Regions from separate parts of the Zea mays genome. Here regions 1 and 3 are each linked to region 2. A link is a contact called in public Hi-C data. All regions are on one chromosome and are shown on one strand. Each heading gives the region's core, a stretch centred on a gene start, on an enhancer-like site or on the middle of the called end of the contact. The rest is flanking DNA. Distances are from core to core; before and after follow the strand shown. Region 1 holds the start of LOC100284026. Region 2 holds the start of LOC100280703 (esterase PIR7B). Region 3 holds the start of LOC100274849.

Region 1 (3,995 bases), core at 703-3,202, 170 kb after region 2:
CTGAGAAAATTCACATGTCCGTCAATGGATCTACTTATACTCAAACGATAGCACTGGCATGCTGGGCTCCTTCTAATAAGTCTCTAGAGTACCAGTCTTACTGCCCTATTTCTATTTTTGATTCCCCTCTTCCACTTTCCTTTTCAAGGATAAGCAACTAAACTACGACCACCAGGAGATGTCTCTACACGTGTGATTGCTTCAGCACCAACTGGCATAGATAAAGACATCTCAAAAAGGGTGACATTTGGAACATCAACTGGCACAGATAGAGGATCAGGTTGAGAGCGATGCAACACGATAATTGCCCCACTTAAGAGAGCAAAGAAAATTGTGCCAGGCATGCATGAACGAATGACTGAGAGAAATCCCTGACGCAAAGAAAGGATGCCACCAGTGGCCACACCAGAACAAATCAAGTTCCAGGGATCCTCCTCCTGACGCACATACATGAGGATACAATCAAATACTGAGTACATGCCTCCGCAAACAGCAAAGCTGCTACCAATGTGTGGCACATTCATGCGCACAGCCTCCAGTAAATCATGCACCAGTAGGTGCATTGAGGAGACCCTTGACAAAGTGGAAGAGAGAATCCCCAACAGCACCAATGGCAAACACAGAACCTGAATCAGTGAGGATGCATTCTCGACAAGGTCAGTCCCTATCTGTAAGAGACGAGACACCATTGTAGCTGCTGCTTGAAGTCCTGAAGGTCTGCTCCTTGTCCACCGAGGAGCAAACCTAAAACTCAGGCAAAGGGTCGACAAAAAGGAAATCTCTGGTGTCCCTTCTACTACAGATCCAAGCTAAATAGAACAGATACATATAGGACAACCAGACCAATCACGTTCTTCTAGTAGGAAGCTATAACAATCTCTAATTGGATACATCACATTTTTTTTGTAACAAACAATCACAACACCTAGCGCAAGAAACTAAACAGTTGCTGAACCCAAGCAATTTCTAACTTCCACGGCAGAACACAATCATAATCCCTATGCAACCTATCTGGTGCACACAGATGGACGTTGCCTACTCACGCTTACAGGACAAACAAAAAAGGGAAAAACAATCACGAACTTAATAATCGAATATATATCACACCTTTTCTAAATCCAAACAAAACTGCAATTAACTACACATCGCACCTTTTCCTCACTTGTACTCGAACGATGGTATCGGACTGCTGGGCGTATCGAAGCTCTCTAAGATCTCCGACTTGCCCCCGCCTGCGCTGGGTTTCTTCTCCTCCTCCTTCCTGCCAAACAGTCCCCCGAACAAGCCACCCACGCCGCTGGAGGTCGTCGCTTCCGGAGGTGCCACGACCGGCGGCGCCTGCGGTAGGCCCGGGAAAGGGTTGCCGCCCATGGCCGCTGTAAGGTTGGGATCGTCGGCGGGCAGCGGCGGGTTGGCGAGGACGCGGTTGAGCATGAGTCCGGCGCCCTCGATGAGGGCCAGCAGGATGCCGCCCATGAGCGCGGACCGGCCCGCGGCCCCCATGCCCTGGCGCATAGAGAGGAACCCGCCCGTGGCTGCGCCCGCAACGATGGAGTTCCAAGGGTCCTCCTTCTGGCGCGCGTACACCATGGCGCAGTCGAAGGTGGAGAAGAGGCCGCCCCAGACGGCGAAGCTGCCCCCCACGCGCGGCGCGTTCATGCGCACGGTCTGCGCGCCTCCGGACAGGCGCATCCCGTTGGGGGAGTTGTAGATGCCCTTGATGAAGTGATAAGCGGAGCCGCCAACGGCGCCCATCCCGAACGCGCCGCCGACGTCGTCCAGGATCCGGTCCGGGCACGGCTCCCGCGACGTCTCCGGCGTGCCCATGTTACTCTCCCGGCGCTAGTTCGCCTACTCCTCTGTCCACTTTAAGTCGGCGGCGGCGAGAGAGGAAAACCCTAGGATTTTCTCGATCGTCGATCACGACAAACGCGCGTCCGTGTGAAACAACTAACTGTATTATTTATATTCCTCTTCTATATTATAGACTGTATTTCTCTAAAGAATTCTCTTATTTCTCTTCCACGGTCTCTATTTTATATATTGATTTTTTGTAATTTACATACTATATATCCTAAAACGTTTTTACATATTTTTTACTTAATTCTTAAAAGTATAAAAATATTTATAGATGACGGAGGGAGAAACACGTCCTCTATATCTATACTATTATATATACTATACTTAAAACATCAGTTTCAAGGTCGTCCCGCGTCATCTTTTTACAAATAACTCCTCACAACTATTTCAAATTAATCTGTTGCATGTTATATATGGCTAAACGGCGGCCCGACGTGGGCCAGACGCCCGCGGGCCACAACTCTGGCTCATGCATGTCATGCCGGCCTGACTGTGTCGGGCCAGCCCGTCGACCTATTTGATTAAATCGGCGTAAAATATTAAAAAAATAGTGCATGAGGTGGGATTTAAACTCATGCCTTGTGATGAAAGAAGGGCGTGAGACACTGGGTGAAGCTGTATAACCAGTAGAACATCATGCTCAAATGTTCACATATACGTTTTTTGTAAAATAAAATATTAAAAAAAAATAGTGTACGAGGTGGGGTTTGACCCATGCTCTGATGAAAGAAGAGCGGGAGACACTGTATGAAGCTATCTAACCAGTATAACATCATGTTCAAATGTTTTTAATATTAAACATAAATTGTATATATGTATATACATTTTTTTGTAAAATAAAAAATATATAATCATGTCGGGCCGAGCCAGCACTACGGCTGAGGCTACAACCCAAGCACGACACGACGTTCTTGGCTCTTGCAAGCATTAGGTCGTTTCGGAGACCACATTGACGCAATGGACTCGATGGTGTTTGAGGTTGCTGAATTGATGAAGCAACAATGATTACCACACTAACAGTAAAATAAAAGGTTATTTGTTGGTTTTAAACGTTAATAATTGCTACGAAATGGTATAATTATATGTAGCACATCCCGTTTTTATTGATGCCTAACTTTAGCAATCACTCTATGTTTTGATTTATCCTTTTTATAAGTTTGACTTCATGTGACTTATTTAAGAAACATGAGATCACAAACTTTCTCTTATTTGGTCTCTATATGTGGAATTATGTCATTTATAATCTATGTTCGTTCAGTCAGTCGTTGTTAACTCTTATCTAATCGCTCATTTCATTGGTTGTGTTGTACCAAGACATATTGCATTAAGTAAACAATAACATTAGTTAGGCAAATCAAAAAAAATATTATAAAGAGAGCGGAGACAATCAATAAAAAACCTTGAATTTTTTTGATGGATAGTTTAATTGGGTATTGTTGTAAGCCGTCGCACGCACGGGCAACCGACTAGTTATTTATAATGAACGAATTATCCCTCCATACAAATGTTGGTCATTTTCATTTTTCGAGGAGTTAAATATTTTTATCTTTGACCACATTTATATGAGAAAATATTAATATTTATAGTACACAATTTGTATGATTAGACAGATCTTTGAATCTACTTTTATAAGAACATTATTCGAAGATACAAATGTTATTTATATATTCTATAAATCTAGTCAGATTTAAGAAAGTTTGACCGGCACGAATACCATAGCGACAAATATTCGAAAGAAGTATTAGCTTCCACAAAAATTTAATGTTGTTGGTTATTTATAATGAACGAATTATCCCTCCATACAAATGTTGGTTATTTTCATTTTTCGAGGAGTTAAATATTTTTTATCTTTGACCACATTTATATGAGAAAATATTAATATTTATAGTACACAATTTGTATGATTAGACAGATCTTTGAATCTACTTTTATAAGAACATTATTCGAAGATACAAATGTTATTTATATATTCTATAAATATAGTCAGATTTAAGAAAGTTTGATCGGCACGAATACCATAGCGACAAATATTCGTAAGAAGTATTAGCTTCCACAAAAATATAATGTTGTTGGTTTTTTAAAAATAACTTTGATCATTCATTTATTAAAATTGGTGAGTTGTCATTTATTTTGTT
Region 2 (3,684 bases), core at 680-3,179:
GTCCATGCATGTTTGTTGCGGTTGAGGGTGAGCCTGGTCAAACCAAGCACGTCGTTTCACTCGTTCTCTGCTACGAACGAATGAACTATGCTGATCGGTCGGGAGAAGAAGGGGGCGGGAAAAAAAAAACATGCCCGGCAGCCGGCATGGCATGGGTTTTGTTTGACTCTGACATGGGTTGCCTTCAGCTCTTCCATCTGCCTGGTCAGTTCCTGACTGCGCCCGCCAGGAATGGCCACGGCCGACGGCGCCTTGGCTCTTGTTCTTTTCCCGGAACAGGAACTGGCTGCCTCTGCTGGGCCTTCGTCAGTCAGCATGCATTGGATCCGCTCAGCTCAGCTCAGCTGCACTGCCGTCTGCCGGTCGAGAAGGCAGCGAGGGCAGGGCAGGGCACGGGGCACCGCGTGCATTCACGCAACTCGAGGCAGCTCCGAGTTTGAGCCATCAAGCCTGCCAGTGCCACAGGCACAGGGCAGCCACAGCAAAGAAAAGGCAGCGACAGGTCATGGGAGAGAGCGGCAGCAGAGGCAGAGCGCCTGCCTTGTCCTGTCCGTATCGGTGTGCATGCTCTGGCGCTGTACGTTTTCTTCAAGATGCCAGCGTGCATTCCTTTTCTTTTTCAAAAGCAGAGCAGAGCGCAGAGCTAGGTATTTCGGTACCTAGACAATTCTCGACTCCATGCATAGCGGCTTGCCAGTGCTAGACGTCCGAGGACAGAGGAACGGCAGGCCGCCCTCCGGTCTGGAAAGAATTCTCGGAGATTCCGCTGTCATACAAGGTTGTCATCTTTGGTTGGCGGCAAATATGCATAATCGTATTGTTTCAGTATTTCAGAGTGACTACACGGTCTTGCGGAAATGAACATACTCAGCAAATAGTGTTTTTGTACGTCCATATCACGGTTTACAAAATTGTTTAGCCTACAAAAACCGCTACCCACCGGTAACGGTTTACCGCTGGTAACTGTTTGGACAGGAAATGAAGCCGAAATTGACCACTAAATGCCTAAACTTGACTTGAGCTACGAGTTTCTTCTTCACATATAGCATCTTCAAATATAGAATATAACATTAAACAAGATTCATATACCTAAATTGACCACTAAATACTCGATCGTGGCATTAAATCTAGTTTTCGATAAAAAATGGCGGTTTACCGGTCTAAGTAATGGTTTACCGGTATAAGAAAATGGTTTACCGTCGGTTTTCAGTTTTTATGATTTTCTTTTTTTTGAATTTGGAACGAATTTTGAAAAAAAAATCCGATGGTTAACTGAAACAATAATCATTAGAAACAAAAAAATGGTCAAGAACAATCTCCAACGGTTTCTCTAATGAGATAGCTAAATATAAATATTATTTTGTTTTAAATTCTCGCTAGTTGTTGATAATTTAGAGAGTGTGGAAGATAAAAAATTTGTGAAGAATGAAAAGATTTAGAAAATAATGTATTTTAAAATAATAATTCGAGTTTTAAAAAGACACCGGAAGGTGTTCTGCCGACTACTCCCTCAGTTCATAAATATATTACATCGTTATTTTGTTTTAAAAAAAACTTTGATCACTGTCTTATTCAAAAAAAATAACGAGTTATCATTCATTTTTTATTTGTTTTATCACTTAAGGTAGTTTGTGTTTAACTTAAAATTTATATTTTAAAATAAATATTTTAAATAAGACGAGTAATTAAAGTTTTTAAAGAAGTCAACGATGTTATATATTTGTGAACGGATGTAGTACAAAATGTAAAAAAAATGATGCCCCCATGGATTTTATATAGATGCAGCGTGATGGATTTTATATAGATGCAGCCTGTACCCAAACACTTTCAGGCTACTCGTAGCCTGATACAAAATTCCTAGAACTGGAGCCCTTATGTGCAAAAGTGGCGGTACGAGAAGAAGTATAAATTTTCGTATCCTTGTGCCTGCCATTTCTGCCGCGCCCGCTGCTCGCTCCCCCTGCTTCCTCTTTCTCCCCCTCCTCGACTCCTCGTCAAGCTCCCCTGAATCGCGGCAGCAGCACCGGGGCAGCAAGGCGAGGATTTTCCTGCTCCGAATCTACCCGGCTCGGCCCGATGGGCTCGCTGATGTCCTGCCTCTCCGACCCAATCCCGTCGGGGAACAGGTCCCCGCCGCCGCAGCCGAAGCGGCGCTCGTCCACCTCTTCCCGCGGCCGTGGCGGCGGCGGGAGGGACTCCGCTAAGGCCTCCGTGTCCATAGACGAGGAGGCGCTTACTGCAGCAGCGGCGCTCGTGCTGGGGCAGAGGGGCGCGTCCGGTGGCCTGGGCGCGTTCGAGCGGTCCGCGTCGGTGCGGTACGCGGCCAAGCGGCAGAGCCAGGGCCCGCCGCTGCCCCGAAGTTGCAGCACGCGGCCGAGGTCGCTCGCTGACCCCGAGCTCCAGCCACAGCAACTCCTAGCCAAGGTGAGGATCTTAGCCATACATGCTACTACTTCCTCCATAGCTTGCTTGCGTCCCCGTTGTTTGGTTCAGTTGGTCATTGGTATGCGTGCCGCCGTGTTGAATTATACTCTTGTGCAGTCTTTGTTTGACTTTGTGCCATCATTTCTGCCAATTCTGCGAATTTCCACTGCGATTGACTGTCCTTGCATCGAATGTTTGGCTGGCTCTCTTGTCACTACGCTCTTTCATGAAATTTAGGTTCCTTTCATGTTTGCTCGATTCATTTGGCTCAGTTGCTGGAAGCTAAGGCATCACCATTGGTGATTCAGAATCTTCTCATTATTTTTTCCTGATTTATTGTATTTGGCATCATGGCACGCCGGGCAGTTTGCAGTTTAACTCGATGCTGCGTGCACGAATACCCCTTGTTTGTTTATTGGAATCGGCTCTTTTAAGAACTAGGCAGAGAATGAGGCAATTACAAATTCGCAGCTTGTGACGGTGTCTACTGTATCTGTATGGGACCGGGCAATCTGGTTAGCCCATCTGTCGTCGAGACCGTTCAAATCGGAACGCCTGCAGATTCGAAGCGGTGCCGACGCACGTGGTTGCGTTGCGTCCATCCCTTAATAAGTTTATATTATCGTTTCCTACGGCGACACGCATTCCTGGTATTCAACATAGTATACTAAGAGCTGGCTTTTATCATCTGCAGTTGATGAATACTCTTGAGAGAAGTGAGAACAAGTAGTTATCTCTTATCTGACAATGACCAAGCACTGATTCTGATTTGGTCAAAATTTAGTGGAACCGGGAAACTTCGGTTGTTGACTGATAGTGCTTGGTCGTACATTGGTTTTGTTCAGAAGCTCTTATGCATAGGGGCCGTGGAAACTGATTGGTTGTTGCTTCTAGCTCTGGTGGGATCATATCGGCTTGTGTGTTCGTTCCTCTGGAGAAAGGACAAGGCAGAGCCGAGGAGGCCATCATCAACTTGTGCAATGGTGGCGATCCCCAGGTTTATCCTGATCATGAATGGGATGGGCAGCCGGCGTGGCTCCTAATCTGTCTTGAGTACATTATATACTGGCTTTTCTGACTGCTAACAGTGGTGTTGACTAGTAAGATTGACATTTTCAAAGTCATCTGTCAGCTAGCGGATGCAGATGCTGGTATGCTAAATTTGTTGGAAATTGTGAAGGTTTTCAACAGAACCAGCACGGTATTTGATATTTACATGTCATTTCTGCCTTTTCGCGCTTATCAGCAAACAATCATCTA
Region 3 (4,177 bases), core at 621-3,120, 150 kb after region 2:
GCCATTGAGCTAGCTTGGATCGTCGACACACCCCCTACCTGGCGCGCCAGCTGTCGGTGTTTTGGGTCCGACCGCACACCCGGGGTTGCCCCTCAAGGTGTTTTTAGGAGTAGGACGGTGTCAACGACTGTAGCAAAATGGTTCGTGCCGATCGCACGAGGGACAATGGACAAGATTTGCAGGTTCGGGCCGCTTAGAAGTGCGTAACACCCTACGTCCTGGTGAGTATATGAGCGTGGTTACAAGAGGACTCTCTGATTGAGGGCGCAGAGAGTTTACGTGGGTGGCTAAGTAAAATAGGGCCGATCGATCTGAAGGGGTGCCCCCTAGGCCTTATATACTCGACCGTGGGGCAGTACATGTGACATGATAACATCAAGTAGCTAAAAGATAGTGAACCTCTTGAGTTTATCCCTACGTAACCCTCGCCGACTTATCCTCGCATGGTTCCGTTGCATGGGGGCTTCAGCGCGGGAAAGTCGGGTCTCTGTTGCGATTCATTCGTTCGACGTTGTGGGCCGTCCGAGTTTGCACCAATCCAGTCTCACGTCTTCTCTTCTTTGTTGGTTGTCTTTCCCTAGGCCCACGAAAGAATGACCTTATGAATTATTGGGCCCTTGGGCCTTTCGTGAGGCCTTTTACTTCTTTAGTGGACCCAGGGGATATCTATCCCCCACAGAGCTCGTTACGAAAAACGATCTGGCACCGTGAAGGGGCTACTGTTGGGGGTCTGCTTCGTCGTCGAAGGTCCCATAAGAAGGAACACCTTCGGAAGATTGACACAAAGCCGAAGCTATCAATCAAAGAGCTTCGGAGTACATTTTCAGATGCACCGACTTAAAGATGAAATGACCAATCGGCCCGTGATAGTTGGTATTATGATTGTAAACATTTGTAAAGGGCATGAATGTAATTTCTCACAGGTTGTGTCCTGCGCCTATAAATAGATGAATAGTACCCCTGTACTGTTTACGCTATCTTGTATTCGCTCGTGCGCAACACTCGGATTTTTATCTTCTGTCAAGCCGAAGGTACAAATGTAATTAAATATCGTCTTTAATTATCCAAATTTATATAATGAAGATATGTGAATGATGTTATATGATTATTCATGTTAACTTTCATGTTTCATATGCTTTGTCTTTCATTATCGTATACCATGATGATGAAGGTACGTCATTCATGACCTTCGTCCGAAGATCGTTATATCCTAAGGGAAATAATGCTTCGAAGGACGAAGGACATTAACATTTAATATTTTGTGTTGCCTTGTTCTTAACTCATAGCATTTGAAAACAAGTCCCCAACACATATGTATATATGCATTTATTTAAGCTCACATGAAGTTTCTGGTGGGATCAAGTTTTTAATAGTTTTGGAAGTTGTGTTTCAAAATCTATTAGAGAATCCTTCTTTTCTACTATCAGTTATGTTTTTGACAACTTAAAAAAATAGAATAACTTTAGAAAAGTATTTTTTTTTGAACTCTTGAAAATGCTAATGTTTGGCAACAATGATTCTCAAATATATAGTTTTATAATACTATATTTTGTAATTGTCATGATAATACAGTAGTTTTAGTAGGTACAGAAATAATATAGTTTTAAGAAACATTGTTTAGACACAACATTTTAAACCATGATATTGGACAAAAGCTAGTTATACCATAAAAACTTTGAGTTAAAGTAGAGTTTCTAATACTCCAAAAATATTATTGATATATAAAATACTATAGTTTTAAAAACAAAGTTTTTAAAAATAGAACCAAACACGTCATAACATAAAATACTATTATATTACTCAAAACCGTAGTATTGGATAGAAACCATAGTTTTCCGTGAAACCCTCTTGACCGTTTGATTTTAGATCGGCCCTTCACGCGTCAAAGCCTCGAGAGCAGAGACTGCAGAACTGAACATCCCAACCCAAGTCCCGAACCCTCCCTCACCACTCCCCCGATCTCCGCCACTCCAAAATGTGGCGCCGCCACCACCTCCTCCGGCTACTTCCGCCTCCGGCCACCGCCGCTACCGCCGCGGCCCCTTCCCACTTCCTGCGCTACCTCTCTACCTCAAGCACCCCGACCCCGGCCGCCTCCCTGGCCTCGTCCCTCGCGTCGGCGCTCACTGCGCTCTCCACGACCCCGCCCCCCGCCACCACCCCGGACGCTTACTTCTCCCTCCACTTCTCCGACGTGCGGCCTACCAACGCGCTCCTCGCCGAGGCGCTCGCGCTCTCCCCGCCCGCCACCTCCCGCGCCGCTGCCGATCTCTTCCGCTTCCTCGTCCGCCGCCGCTCGCTCCACCCCTCCGACGGCGCGCTCGCGCCCATCGTTCGCCACCTCGCCCGCCGCCGCGACTTCCCCGCCGTGCGCGCGCTCATCCAGGAGTTTCCAACCGCTCTCGGGCCCACCACGCTCGACGCCTATCTCCAGCAGCTCACCAGAGCCGGGCGCCCAACGGACGCTGTCAAGGTGTTCGACGAATTGCCGGAGCAGCTCCGTAACCGCGAGGCTCTCACTTTGCTGGTCTCCTCGCTTTCTTCCGAGGGATTCCCCTCGCACGCAGAGCGAGCTGCCAAGAAGGTCGCCAGTGAGATCTTCCCAGATGATAATATCTGCACTTTGCTTGTATCTGGTTATGCCAATGCTGGTAAGCTCGACCATGCGCTAAGGTTGATTGGTGAGACACGTAGAGGTGGGTTCCATCCAGGATTGGATGCGTATAATGCTGTTCTTGATTGTGTCTGCCGGCTCTGTCGCAAGAAGGATCCACTGAGGATGCCAATAGAAGCGGAGAAGTTCTTAGTTGACATGGAAGCAAATGGGATTCCTCGTGATGCAGGCACATTTCGGGTTCTGATCACAAATTTTTGCAAGATCCGCAAGACAGGGGATGCCATGAATCTGTTCCAGCGTATGGGTGAGTGGGGCTGCTCACCGGATGCTGACACGTACTTGGTGCTCATTAGGAGCTTGTACCAAGCTGCCCGAACTTCAGAGGGGGATGAAATGATAACGTGGATGCGGTCTGCAGGATTTGGAGATAAACTTGATAGGAAGGCATATTATGGATTCATCAAGATTTTATGTGGGATTGAGAGGGTTGAGCATGCTGTCAAGGTATTCCGTATGATGAAAGGTTATGGGCATGCTCCTGGAGTAAAATCATATACCTTGCTCATTGAGAAGCTGGCCAGACACAATTTAGGGGATCGTTCTAATGCACTTTTCAGGGAGGCAGTTGCACGTGGTGTACCTGTGGCACAAGGAGAGTACAATGTTGACAAAAGGTATGTCAAGACAAAGAAGGAGAAGACGGTGAAGAAGAGGCTGACTTTGCCAGAGAAGATGAGATTGAAGAGCAAGAGGTTATACAAGCTCAGAATGAGCTTTGTCAAGAAGCCCAAGCGTCGAATGCTCCGGGTTTAAGCATAATTTTGGGTAATTCTCATAGTCATGCTGATTTCATTGCCATGTCGATGGTTATCTTTTCTGAGGACCAGTCCGTCATTGTTGTTAATCACTTTGACCTGCACTACTGCCACTAAATAAATACTGGAAATTTCAAATGCAGATATATTAGATGTGGCCACATTTAAAACAATTTGTTGTCAAATGCAGATACTTGTGTCAAAATAAATACTGGAAATTTCATGGAAACCAAGGTGCACTACTGACAAATACCAAAATTCCTGGGTCACTCCTTTGTTAGGACTGGAAATATCATATATGCAAGCCTATACTTGAATACGAAAAGCTTAACTTGCTTTCATGTTCCTTGTCCAATGTTACCTACCTGAGCTACACCTCTGCCTTCATAAAGCTAGTAGAAATTGGAATTTTTTATTCCTCTTTATTTTGTGTAGTTCGGTCTGCTGCAGAATAACTTCATGGGAACACAGCAGGTACATTTTTTTAGAAAATCATTTCGTTTGACTTTATGGACCTTTCACTGTGAAAGCATGGATGCTGTGGTCAGGTTCTTGCACCGGTCTGTAAATATGAGTTCCAAATAACTTTCTGTTGCCCCTGTTTGTTTCGGCTTTTCGCAGCTTCTGGCCACCAAAAGCTGTTGTGGACTGCCAAACACTCAGCTTTTCAGCCAGCTTCTATAAAATTCATTTGGGTAAAAACCATTCAAAATCAACATAAACCTATAATCGGTTGAGTCGTCGT

The links. Hi-C and Micro-C count contacts between places; a contact is called where the count stands out from the background.
Region 1: a contact with region 2 is called in a Hi-C map of ear, with 3 times the contacts expected there. The contact joins the promoter of LOC100284026 here to the promoter of LOC100280703 in region 2. A contact is called at or near these places in 3 of 25 Hi-C or Micro-C datasets (bundle sheath, ear and leaf).
Region 3: a contact with region 2 is called in a Hi-C map of ear, with 5 times the contacts expected there. The contact joins the promoter of LOC100274849 here to the promoter of LOC100280703 in region 2. A contact is called at or near these places in 2 of 25 Hi-C or Micro-C datasets (ear and leaf).

What each region holds. Positions count from the first base shown.
Region 1 is chr2:217,241,342-217,245,336 of Zm-B73-REFERENCE-NAM-5.0, reverse strand. LOC100284026 reads right to left here and starts at 1,952. Exons shown (of 2, transcript NM_001156924.2): 1 at 1,152-1,952. The coding sequence starts at 1,827. The coding sequence ends at 1,159.
Region 2 is chr2:217,416,619-217,420,302 of Zm-B73-REFERENCE-NAM-5.0, reverse strand. LOC100280703 (esterase PIR7B) reads left to right here and starts at 1,929. Exons shown (of 5, transcript NM_001153622.2): 1 at 1,929-2,424. The coding sequence starts at 2,077.
Region 3 is chr2:217,263,576-217,267,752 of Zm-B73-REFERENCE-NAM-5.0, reverse strand. It overlaps LOC100274849, which reads left to right and starts at 1,870. Exons shown (of 3, transcript XR_561694.3): 1 at 1,870-3,442; 2 at 3,868-3,906.